Regions from separate parts of the Ovis aries genome. Here regions 1 and 2 are each linked to region 3. A link is a contact called in public Hi-C data. All regions are on one chromosome and are shown on one strand. Each heading gives the region's core, a stretch centred on a gene start, on an enhancer-like site or on the middle of the called end of the contact. The rest is flanking DNA. Distances are from core to core; before and after follow the strand shown.

What was found. A called contact is a pair of places that touch in the nucleus more often than the background predicts.
Region 1: a contact with region 3 is called in a Hi-C map of liver, with 6 times the contacts expected there. The contact joins two enhancer-like sites. A contact is called at or near these places in 9 of 16 Hi-C or Micro-C datasets (blood, hypothalamus, liver and 5 more).
Region 2: a Hi-C map of hypothalamus shows a contact between it and region 3, with 2.4 times the contacts expected there. The contact joins two enhancer-like sites. A contact is called at or near these places in 8 of 16 Hi-C or Micro-C datasets (blood, hypothalamus, liver and 4 more).

The regions. Positions count from the first base shown.
Region 1 is chr9:28,575,873-28,578,658 of ARS-UI_Ramb_v3.0, reverse strand. MTSS1 (MTSS I-BAR domain containing 1) reads right to left here. Exons shown (of 15, transcript XM_042254145.1): 10 at 2,384-2,603. Among named protein-coding and RNA genes, the nearest start is that of NDUFB9, 19 kb to the left of the region's middle. Within about 2 kb of position 1,463, at least 6 of the 54 cell types and tissues checked have an H3K27ac peak or open chromatin away from gene starts, as enhancers often do. A contact at or near this core is called in liver, where this site is marked.
Region 2 is chr9:28,546,810-28,549,890 of ARS-UI_Ramb_v3.0, reverse strand. All of the region lies in intron 3 of MTSS1 (MTSS I-BAR domain containing 1), which reads right to left. Among named protein-coding and RNA genes, the nearest start is that of NDUFB9, 48 kb to the left of the region's middle. Within about 2 kb of position 1,545, at least 13 of the 54 cell types and tissues checked have an H3K27ac peak or open chromatin away from gene starts, as enhancers often do. A contact at or near this core is called in hypothalamus and liver, where this site is marked.
Region 3 is chr9:28,243,237-28,246,411 of ARS-UI_Ramb_v3.0, reverse strand. No RefSeq gene overlaps it. Among named protein-coding and RNA genes, the nearest start is that of ZNF572, 32 kb to the right of the region's middle. Within about 2 kb of position 1,366, at least 13 of the 54 cell types and tissues checked have an H3K27ac peak or open chromatin away from gene starts, as enhancers often do. A contact at or near this core is called in hypothalamus and liver, where this site is marked.

The DNA.
Region 1 (2,786 bases), core at 214-2,713, 330 kb before region 3:
TGGGTGGAGTGAACGGTTCTAGGCAGGAGCCCCGCTGCAGACGTGGTCCCATCTCTCCTGGGCACACGTGGCACAACTTGTAAAGAGCAGAGTAGAGGACAGAGGGAGAATCCTGAAAACATCCTGCCACGAGGCATTCATTTACACCCATGCACCCGAGGGATTTCCCTGCTTATGGATGTGTGCTCCCTTCCTCCCACCCAAATAAAGGTAATAATACTTCCCCTAGGAAACTATACCCTCTGCCCTGTGTGAGGTGTACAATCTCCTTAAATTTCCCCTCTGCCTTAGAAGCAGTCATAACGCCTTTTTCAAGAAAAACAGAATTCTCAATTAAATTCTGCAGCATCCCTGAGTTTACTCAAACTACCCTAGAGTTGCTTAGCCAAGCATTTATCTTAGGCACCGGCTTTCAGATTTAAGTAAATCCCAACGATCCCGCCTTCTGTTTCCCTTGACATGACTGGAGGCAGAAACCCTGCTTCATTCAGCAAAGCTGGAGCACATGGCCTCTTTTTTTAGAAAGGGGTGTCAGCGCACGATATTTTGTTAATGCATCAGTTGATTAAAAACACACAGAGAATGACACTGCACATTAGAAAAGCCTTTGAGGAGCTGCAAATCCCTGCTCCCTCTCTACCACACTCACTCGAGGCTCACGAGACACACAGGTACAGCTTAGTGCCACACAAGGCGGGACCTCTTAAAGAGTGAGTGAGCCAAAGCACCCAGCTAGGACAAGTAGAGGACTTAAAGCTGCAGCTCCCAGCTCCGAGCATTTCTGCTTAAAATTGAATCTCAACCCCAGGAAGACAGAGAGAGGCAACAGCGCCCCCAGGGACAGCTGTGAAATGCCAAAGGCGGGGCTCTAGGCTGAGCAGCTCTGGGTTCACCAATGTCAGATGCATCATGCGAGTGGCTGTCTGGCTCCCAGAACATGACAGATGCTTCCTCAACGTGGAGTGCTCCCCAGAACACTCTGCTAGGGGCACCTTATGGCCAGGGTGGTGCAGAAAGGCCGCTGGACCAGTTGCTAGAAACCCTCGTTCCAGATCCCCGACTGCAGGTCACATAACTGTGCCACTCGGGCAAACTGCTTTACATCTTAGCCTGTTTCTCCAACAAAACAGGGATAACAACACTCCAAGCGGCTGCTGGCAGGACTACATAGACAATAGGCAGGAGCTCCTAGGACGGTGCCTGGCACCCAGGAGATACTTGCTGACTCTCAGGCAAATTGGATACCTGGATGAACAAGACAAGCACGTGACCTTCTGAATCCAAAGGATCTTGGGCCAAAGGCTGTGGTTGGTCTCAAAATGTATTATATTGGGTTGACCAAAAAGTTAATGTCTTACTTTGGAAAAACCCTAATGATCTTTTTGGCAAACCCAATATGCAATGGGCTCGCAGTCACCATGCTCCCCAGCAGATGGCGCTGAGGGGACATCCTGGATGTTCACATTTCCTAGTTGCCTGTATGTTGTGCTTGCTAGTCTAGACGCCAACCCACTGACACAAAAAAGGGACACAGCGGAGCAGGTGAAGGGTGTTCGATGCCCAGCTCCTGCCTTCTGCTCTTCTGCAGCTAAAGGGCTGGGCATTTAGTGCCATCTAACCCAACTGTATTCAAAGAAACTCAACACCTCCCCTTCTCCCAGGAGGAAGATGCTCACAGAATTACCTGCATGAGCACTGAAGATACTTTCTTATTCTCATCCTCATCATAAATTGATACAAGGAAGCTGAAAGTGCCAAGGAAGGGCTCCGAGGCGTTGTTCAACAGCAGAATCTCTGTTCCCATGTGCAAATGGGATAATGACTATATCATGCCAAGCCAGCCACAGGGACACAGAGAGCAGCCAAGACTCCAAGACTTTGAGTCTGTCTACATACCTGTCTACACAAGTGTGAAAACTGTCCAAATCAATGGGGTGACAACTATCACCCACATGGTGATCATAAGCTTTGAGTCAGTGAAAGTCACTCAGTGGTGTCGAACTCTGTGAGACCCCATGGACTGTAGCCCGCCAGGCTCCTCTGTCCATGGGATTCTCCAGGCAAGAATACTGGAGTAGTTAGCCATTTCCTTCTCCAGGGGATCTTCCCCACCCAGGGATCGAATCCAGGTCTCCCGCATTGTAGGCGGATTCTTTACCATGTGAGTTACCAGGGAAGCCCAATCATAAGTTTTAACCCCCACTTATATTCTCTCCCTTTAGGGGATCAGCTCATCTAACGATGAGAAATTAAACCAGAGGTTCCCCATGGCAGATGACCAGGGTCTGTCCAAGCTCTCCAGTTCCCTCTCTGGTTCCAGCCATCAAGACTGATCCAGGGCCTCAGGTGTGGCGGCTGCTCCTGGGGCCAAGGACATTCTTACCTGGTTGGGGGCCTCGGGCGGCATGGGGGACGGCGACTTGGACTGGAAGGCGTCCTGGGAGATGAACCCTGAGTCGTGGGAGGACACACTGGACAGCCGCACGGGCGCCTGCTGGGCCAGGCTGGAGCCGCGGTAGCGGAAGTGGGAGCTGGGCGAGTGCGAGTGGGAGCCGTGGGAGCCGCTGGACCGCGAGTCGCTGCTGTTGACGCTGTTCAGGCTGCTGCGGGGGCAGCGGGACAGATGGCAAGGGTGACGGGGGAGAACGGCATCACGCAACCCGCCCCCAGCCCCGAGAAGCAGCGCACACAGTGAGACATGTTTTCAAAACACCCAATCACTAAGCGAGTAAACAAAAGGTCTTTTCTGTGTGAGCAAGGGGCGAAAAGCAGCTATGGAGCCGTGG
Region 2 (3,081 bases), core at 296-2,795, 300 kb before region 3:
CTGACTTTCTAAATGGCCAGAAGGGTGAAATTCCTGGCATCTGAGTTAGTGCCGGTGGCAACCTGACCGTCTACTGCCGCCCGCACTGCTCCACCAGGGAGAACCAGTAGAGGGCGCCGTTTTCACACGCGCCACTTGCCTTCTGGGCTCCCTTCAGATTCTTATGAGCATGGACTAGGAACACTTGATCCCGGGAGAAATCTCTCCTATTTTTCCAGGGCCTTCATTTGATTAAAAGTTAATAACCTGGCGATGCAAGGAAACTGGCGCACTCACTCACAGCTGGTAAGAGTGTAAACTAGTGCTTTTCTGGAGGACAATCTGGCAGCATTTAACAAGACGTGTCTTACAAAAACAAGCTCCCATTTTGACCCAGCAATTCTACTCTGAAAAATTTTACCCGAGGAAACAATTAAGGCTGAGAGCAAATCCTTACCTATGAGGATAGTCATGGAAATATTGTTTATCATAGTAAAAATAAGAAACAACACCTTGTTCTAGAGAGCGGGCTGAATAAAACCCTAGGAGGCAGTCACATGATGGAAAAAGCAAGCAGTCAGCCAAAGTGCTGGAGAGTGATGCTTCAGGTCCCAGGAAGAAGTCGTTTGTTAGAGCTGAGGAAGTGCTGGGCCCCAAGGTGACTGCTTTGCACATCTGAACTCATTAAGTCAGCTCACCTGGTGCCCCATCTTACAGACAAGGAAAGCACCTTTCGCAATCTGACCAAGGCCACACTGCTAGTAAAGGGGATTCCAACCCAGGCCAAACCTCCAGAGTCTGTGCGTTTATCCATTCAGCACATGGCACTTATTACAGACAAGGGGAGATGGGAAGCAGAGCTAAGAGCCCAGAACATCCTGCTAAGCTAACTTATCTACACACTCTTACGGGTATCAGGGCTTCACGGTCCAGCTCTCTTATTTCGGTTCCCGAGCCTAGAACTGCCCACAGTTGATGCCACGGGGACTAAGCTCTGGTCCTTGCTAAGCTGCTCCACACATGACTGAGAGCTGTGTCACTGATTACCCACACCTCAGTTTCCTCAAAATAGAACGCCATGGTTGGAAAAGATCACCTCGAAGCCTGGCTCCCTAACTCTTCTGGTCCTGGATTTCTGGTAGCTTCCCAGATATTTTCACAGATTGCCACTGGACACATATCATCCCCGGGAAAGCCCAAGGCTTCCCGGCAACAACTGAGCTGCGGTGTGCTAACAAGCAGCTCCACGCAGACTGCGTGCGCCGCTCCACTGTGCTCTGCAGCAGCGGGCCCCTTCCCTTTTGGGCACCAGGGACTGGTTTCATGCAAGACAATTTTTCCACAGACCAAGGGCGGGCAGGGGGGGTGGTTTGGGGATGAGTCAAGTACATGACACTTACTGCGCACTTTATTTCTAGTATTATTACATCAGCTCCACCTCAGATCACCAGGCATTAGATCTCAGAGGTTGGGGACCCCCTGCTCCGTGGCACAGGGCTTCCTGTGAGAGGAGGAAATGAAGAACCGCAGAGAAAAGTCCCAAAGAGCAGCTTCTCTGTCCAAGGGGCATGAGGGCAGGAGACAGGCAGCTAACCTCCTCTGTGGACGCCAGGACCCAACCGTCAGAATGACTGCGGATCTCTGCCACTCCGGGCCCCTAAAAATAGCTCTATCTGTGGATGTGCTTAACAATGTCTTCTGCTCTTCCTGACCCTTGCTAAAACTTAAAAACAAAAAAATCAGCAGGTCTGAAAAGCTTCAGAGGAAACTGGCTTTAGTTACAAAGCCAGAACAGACATCTGGACGAGCTCTGAGCTGACAGTGAGAATATTTATGGAATCAAATGACTGAGACGGTCTCGGCAGCTTGGGAGTGAGGACAAGATCCCACTTGTTTCTGCTTTCCCTGCACCCGGCACTAGGGCTGAACGACGGAACCAACACTGACTGTTTTGGGGGGCAAAATGGTAGCATTTTTGGCTAGGTAGAGGCAGGGTGAGGGAACGGGTTTGCCTTTTGTTGAATGCATAAATATTTGTGTAGCTTCTCTGTGCATACAAAAGAAGATTCAAAATCAATACAAGGTCTTACCAAAGGTCTATACTGATTCAAGGTCAGCCTGGAGAAACAATGGTGTATTCACTTTGTTCTTTTTTTTTTTTTTAATTGGAGTATAGTTGAGTTACAATGTTGTGTTATTTTCTGGTGCTATGTATATACATGCATATACATATATTCTTTTTCAGATTTTTTTCAATTATAGTTTTTTACAAGATAGTGAATGTAGTTCCCTGTGTGATACAGTAGGAGTTTGCTTATCTGGTTTTCTATCGCTGCTGCAATAAATCACTACACATTTAGCGGTTTAAAGCAGTACTCATTTATTATCTTACAGTTCTGGAAGCCAGAAGTCCAAAAATCAATTTCTTCAGGTTAAAATCAAGGTGTTGTGAGAGCTTGATTCCTCTAGAGGCCCTAGGGGAGAACCCTTCTCCTTGCCTCTTCCAGCCCCCACAGGCTGCCTGCACTCCTTGGCTCGGGGCACCTCCCTCCACCTTCAAGTCAGCAGTAACGCCTTCACTCTTCTCGGACCTCCACTTCCGTCCTCACATCTTCTCTGACTCCGATCTTCCTTCTTCCTCCTTAGAGCTTTGTGCTGTACTGCTGCTGCTGCTGCTAAGTCGCTTCAGTCGTGTCCGACTCTGTGCGACCCCACAGACAGCAGCCCACCAGGCTGGGCTGTACTGGACCCACCTTAATAATCCAAGATAATCTCCCCATTCCAAGATCCCTAACTGAATGATATATGCAAAGCCCCTGTTGTCACGTTCAGTAACATATTCACAGGTTCTGGGGGTGGAGGCATGGATGTCTTTTTTGGGGGGTGCATTATTCTGCCTATTAAAGATGAGTAGGAGTTGTTAATTTGGAGAATGTATGGGACACTGGGGTCCTCTGTCCAGAGTCCATTCATTCATCCTCAGATAATTAACTGAGACATGATCTCACTCCATCCACTCTGGCAGTGTCTGGTTCAGGGACAAGACAAGAGACTGAGATGTTACTGGGGAGGCCTTTGGGGAAAATATCGCTGGATCTTAAG
Region 3 (3,175 bases), core at 117-2,616:
TTAGAACCCAGAGGACTGCAGCTAGTTCTTCCCACCTCCCCTGAGCTCCCCATGGCCTCAGGGCAGCCACTCCCCAGGCTCTGAGGCTCCCCTCCCGTCCCCACCCCCGACCTTGAACAGCCCAAGGATATCAGTTGACCATCCACGAACTCTTCTTTACACTCAGGGACATTAACTTCACCCTAACCATGATGGCCCACACCTCCAAGACACTGAGAAATCTCCTTTCCAGGCCGCATGAATCGGTCAAACCACAGCCCCCGTAGAGCACATTCTGTCCCTGCCCTCACCCCTGGTGACAAACAGGACCTGGCGTCAGCAAACCATGAAAAGGAAGTCAGTTCTACTAGGGTTGGGGGTGAGATCACTCTGGAAAGGCTTCATGGCAGAGGTGTCCTTTAAGTTGAACCTTGGGAGATGTGTCTGCCAGACAGACTGGATGGGGAAGGGTCTTGGGGAAGGAAGAAAGCTTGAGCAAAGAGCAGCAAGATCCACCGGCACCTTTGAGTAGCTATGGGAGCCTCTGGGGTGGGTCAGAGTAGAGCACAGGTAGTGGTAAATGCAGAGGGAGGCAGAGCCTGAGTCACAGAGGACCCCCTGGCTGGTATGAAAGTGTGCACTCTGCCCGGAAGGTCAAGATTCAGGGAGTTATTTTAGGGTTCTGAACCAGAGAGTAACATTGGAGCAGGCTTTCCCTTTCAATGACATGTGACTCCAGATAAGATATTTAACCTCTTCATGCCTCAGTTTCCACATCTGTGAAATGGGGATAATGTGAGTATCTTTTTGTTATTTTTTAACTTTTGGAGTTAAAAAACAAAACCCCTGTCTGGGCCCTTCCCTGGAGCTGTCAGCATTCCTGGGGGAGACATGCTGTGAGGCCAGGGTGGAGAGTCACCAGGGACCTCACCTAACTGTCCTGGTCACTGATCCCTGGGGCAGTAACCACACCATAGAGCCTGGTGGTGAAGGGCAGCTCCGTCTCCGGCCTCAGGGCGGGCCCTCAGTGGCCAGCTGTAGCTCCATTTGCCAGGCCAGATGGAGCTGGCTCTTGTTAGGTTTCTGCCTGTTTTCTAGGCTACTGCTGTCTGAAATTGCATGGAAGAGAGCTATGAGCTCAAGTCTCAGCTCCTCCTTATTCCAGATCATATCCTGCTACGATGGAAACCTCTCAGCAATATTCCTTCTGACTGTAGTTTCCCTCTGGTGGACCTTGTCGAATGAGCCTCTAGCACTTCCTTCTACCTTGCTGGTAGTTTTCCTGCTCTCCCCTTGTCTCGATGGACATTTTGAGTCAGGTCTTTCTTTGCTGTCGGGACTGACCTGTGCATTGTAGGCTATTTAGCAGCATTTCTGCCTCTACCCAGTAGGTGGCAGGGGTACTGCCCTCTCCAGTTGTGACAACCAAACATAGCTCCTGCTATTGCCTAATGTCCCCTAGGCAGTCTCCACTGCTTGTGAGTCTTTGAGGGCGGGGTTCATATCTAGTTTGGCTTCTCATCTCTTCCAGTGCCTTGTGCAGTGCCTGGCACCTGATCAGTGTTTACTCGGTGACTGTGAGATGAACTTACTGTGTGATGATTCATGTTTGTAGATTCAGGGGACGGAGAGCTTCGAGAGATGGGGATGTAAATGTCTCCCTCTACTTGTCTTTCTTCCTCCCACCCAAGTGTGTAGCAGGCCCTGGGCTTCTCTGTCGCTGCAAAGACTTGTGCCCAAACTCTTGTTTCCAAAAGTCCGTGAGGGTGAACAGGGTTTGAGAATAAAATGATTTTCCCCTGGATTTCCTTTTTTTAAATTATTTGGCTGCAATGGGTCTTAGTTGTGGCAGGTAGGATCTTTGGTGCCTCCTGTGGGCTCTTTTCATTGGGCTTTTCACGGACTTCCTAGTTGTGGGACTCAGGTAGTTGCAGCCTGTGGGCTTAGTTGTTCCTTGGCCTGTTAGTTCCCCCATCAGAGGCAGAACCCACATCCCTGGCATGGCAAGGCAGATCCTTATGCACTGGACCACCGGGGAGGTCCCTTTCCTCTGGATTTAGAAGAGATTTCCAGAGGCTTGGACAGGAGGTAAGAGAAAAGTCTATGAGTCCCAAGGCTGTGGCTAGAAATCGTGAACCAAGAGATGTGATCCTAGGCAGGGACCCATGGGCTCGGCCATGACTTTCGGTTCCAGGTGTGGGCACAGAAGTGGCAGAGCCCATCTGGCCTGAGATAATGGACATCTGAGGGGAAGCTGGGGGTCCTGGTGACCGGTGGGACCCTCTGGAAACCTGAGCATTGTGTAAGATCTCAGATCCCTGCCATGAACTCTGGAGGACTCAGGGAACAGAAACTCTGAGAATGACTGAGGCAGTGTGAAACTGGAGATGAAATTAAGTTGATTTATTGAAAACAAAAAGATGCCACTATTTCTGACACACCGGACCCTCTGGCTTGGTTTTTGTACTAAGTGTGAAGGGACAAAATAATAATAGCTAATATTTATTGAGTGCTTAATATGTACCAGACACGGTTCTTTCAGGTTTTGGTGAATTGTCTCTTTTTAATTTTCCAGGCATTCCAGATGGTTCTAGGAGTGAAGAACCTGCCTGCCAATGCAGAAGACAGAGACGTGGGTTCGATCCCTGCGTCTGGAGGATCCCCTGGAGGAAGGCATGGCAACCCATTCCAGCATTCTTGCCTGGAGAATTCCATGGACAGAGGAGCCTGGCAGGCTACAGTGCATAGGGTCCCAAAGAGTCGGACACGACTGAAGCGACCTAGCATGCATGCATGCGTCCTCTTTTAATTTTCATAGTATTCCTATCAGTAGGTTCCACTGTAATCACCAACTGAGGGATGAGGCATTGGTGATACAGTCTAGCTGGACAACTTGCTTCAAGGTTTAGCTCTACTTGGTGGAGGCAGAATATGTAGTAACAATAGCAAACACATGTAACACTTATTGTGTCAGGCACCATATCATGAGCTTTACATGAGATGATTTACTTTATCTTTACAACAACCTAGTGAGGTAGGTATTACCACCACTCCCATTTTATAGAGAAACAAATGGAGAAATAAGAGATTAACTTGCCCATGTCTCCCAGCTCATATTTGGCAGACTTTGAATCTGAACTTGGAAAGTCTGGCTGCAAAGTTGTGTGTCCAATCCTAAGGTAGTGCTTCTGAAACT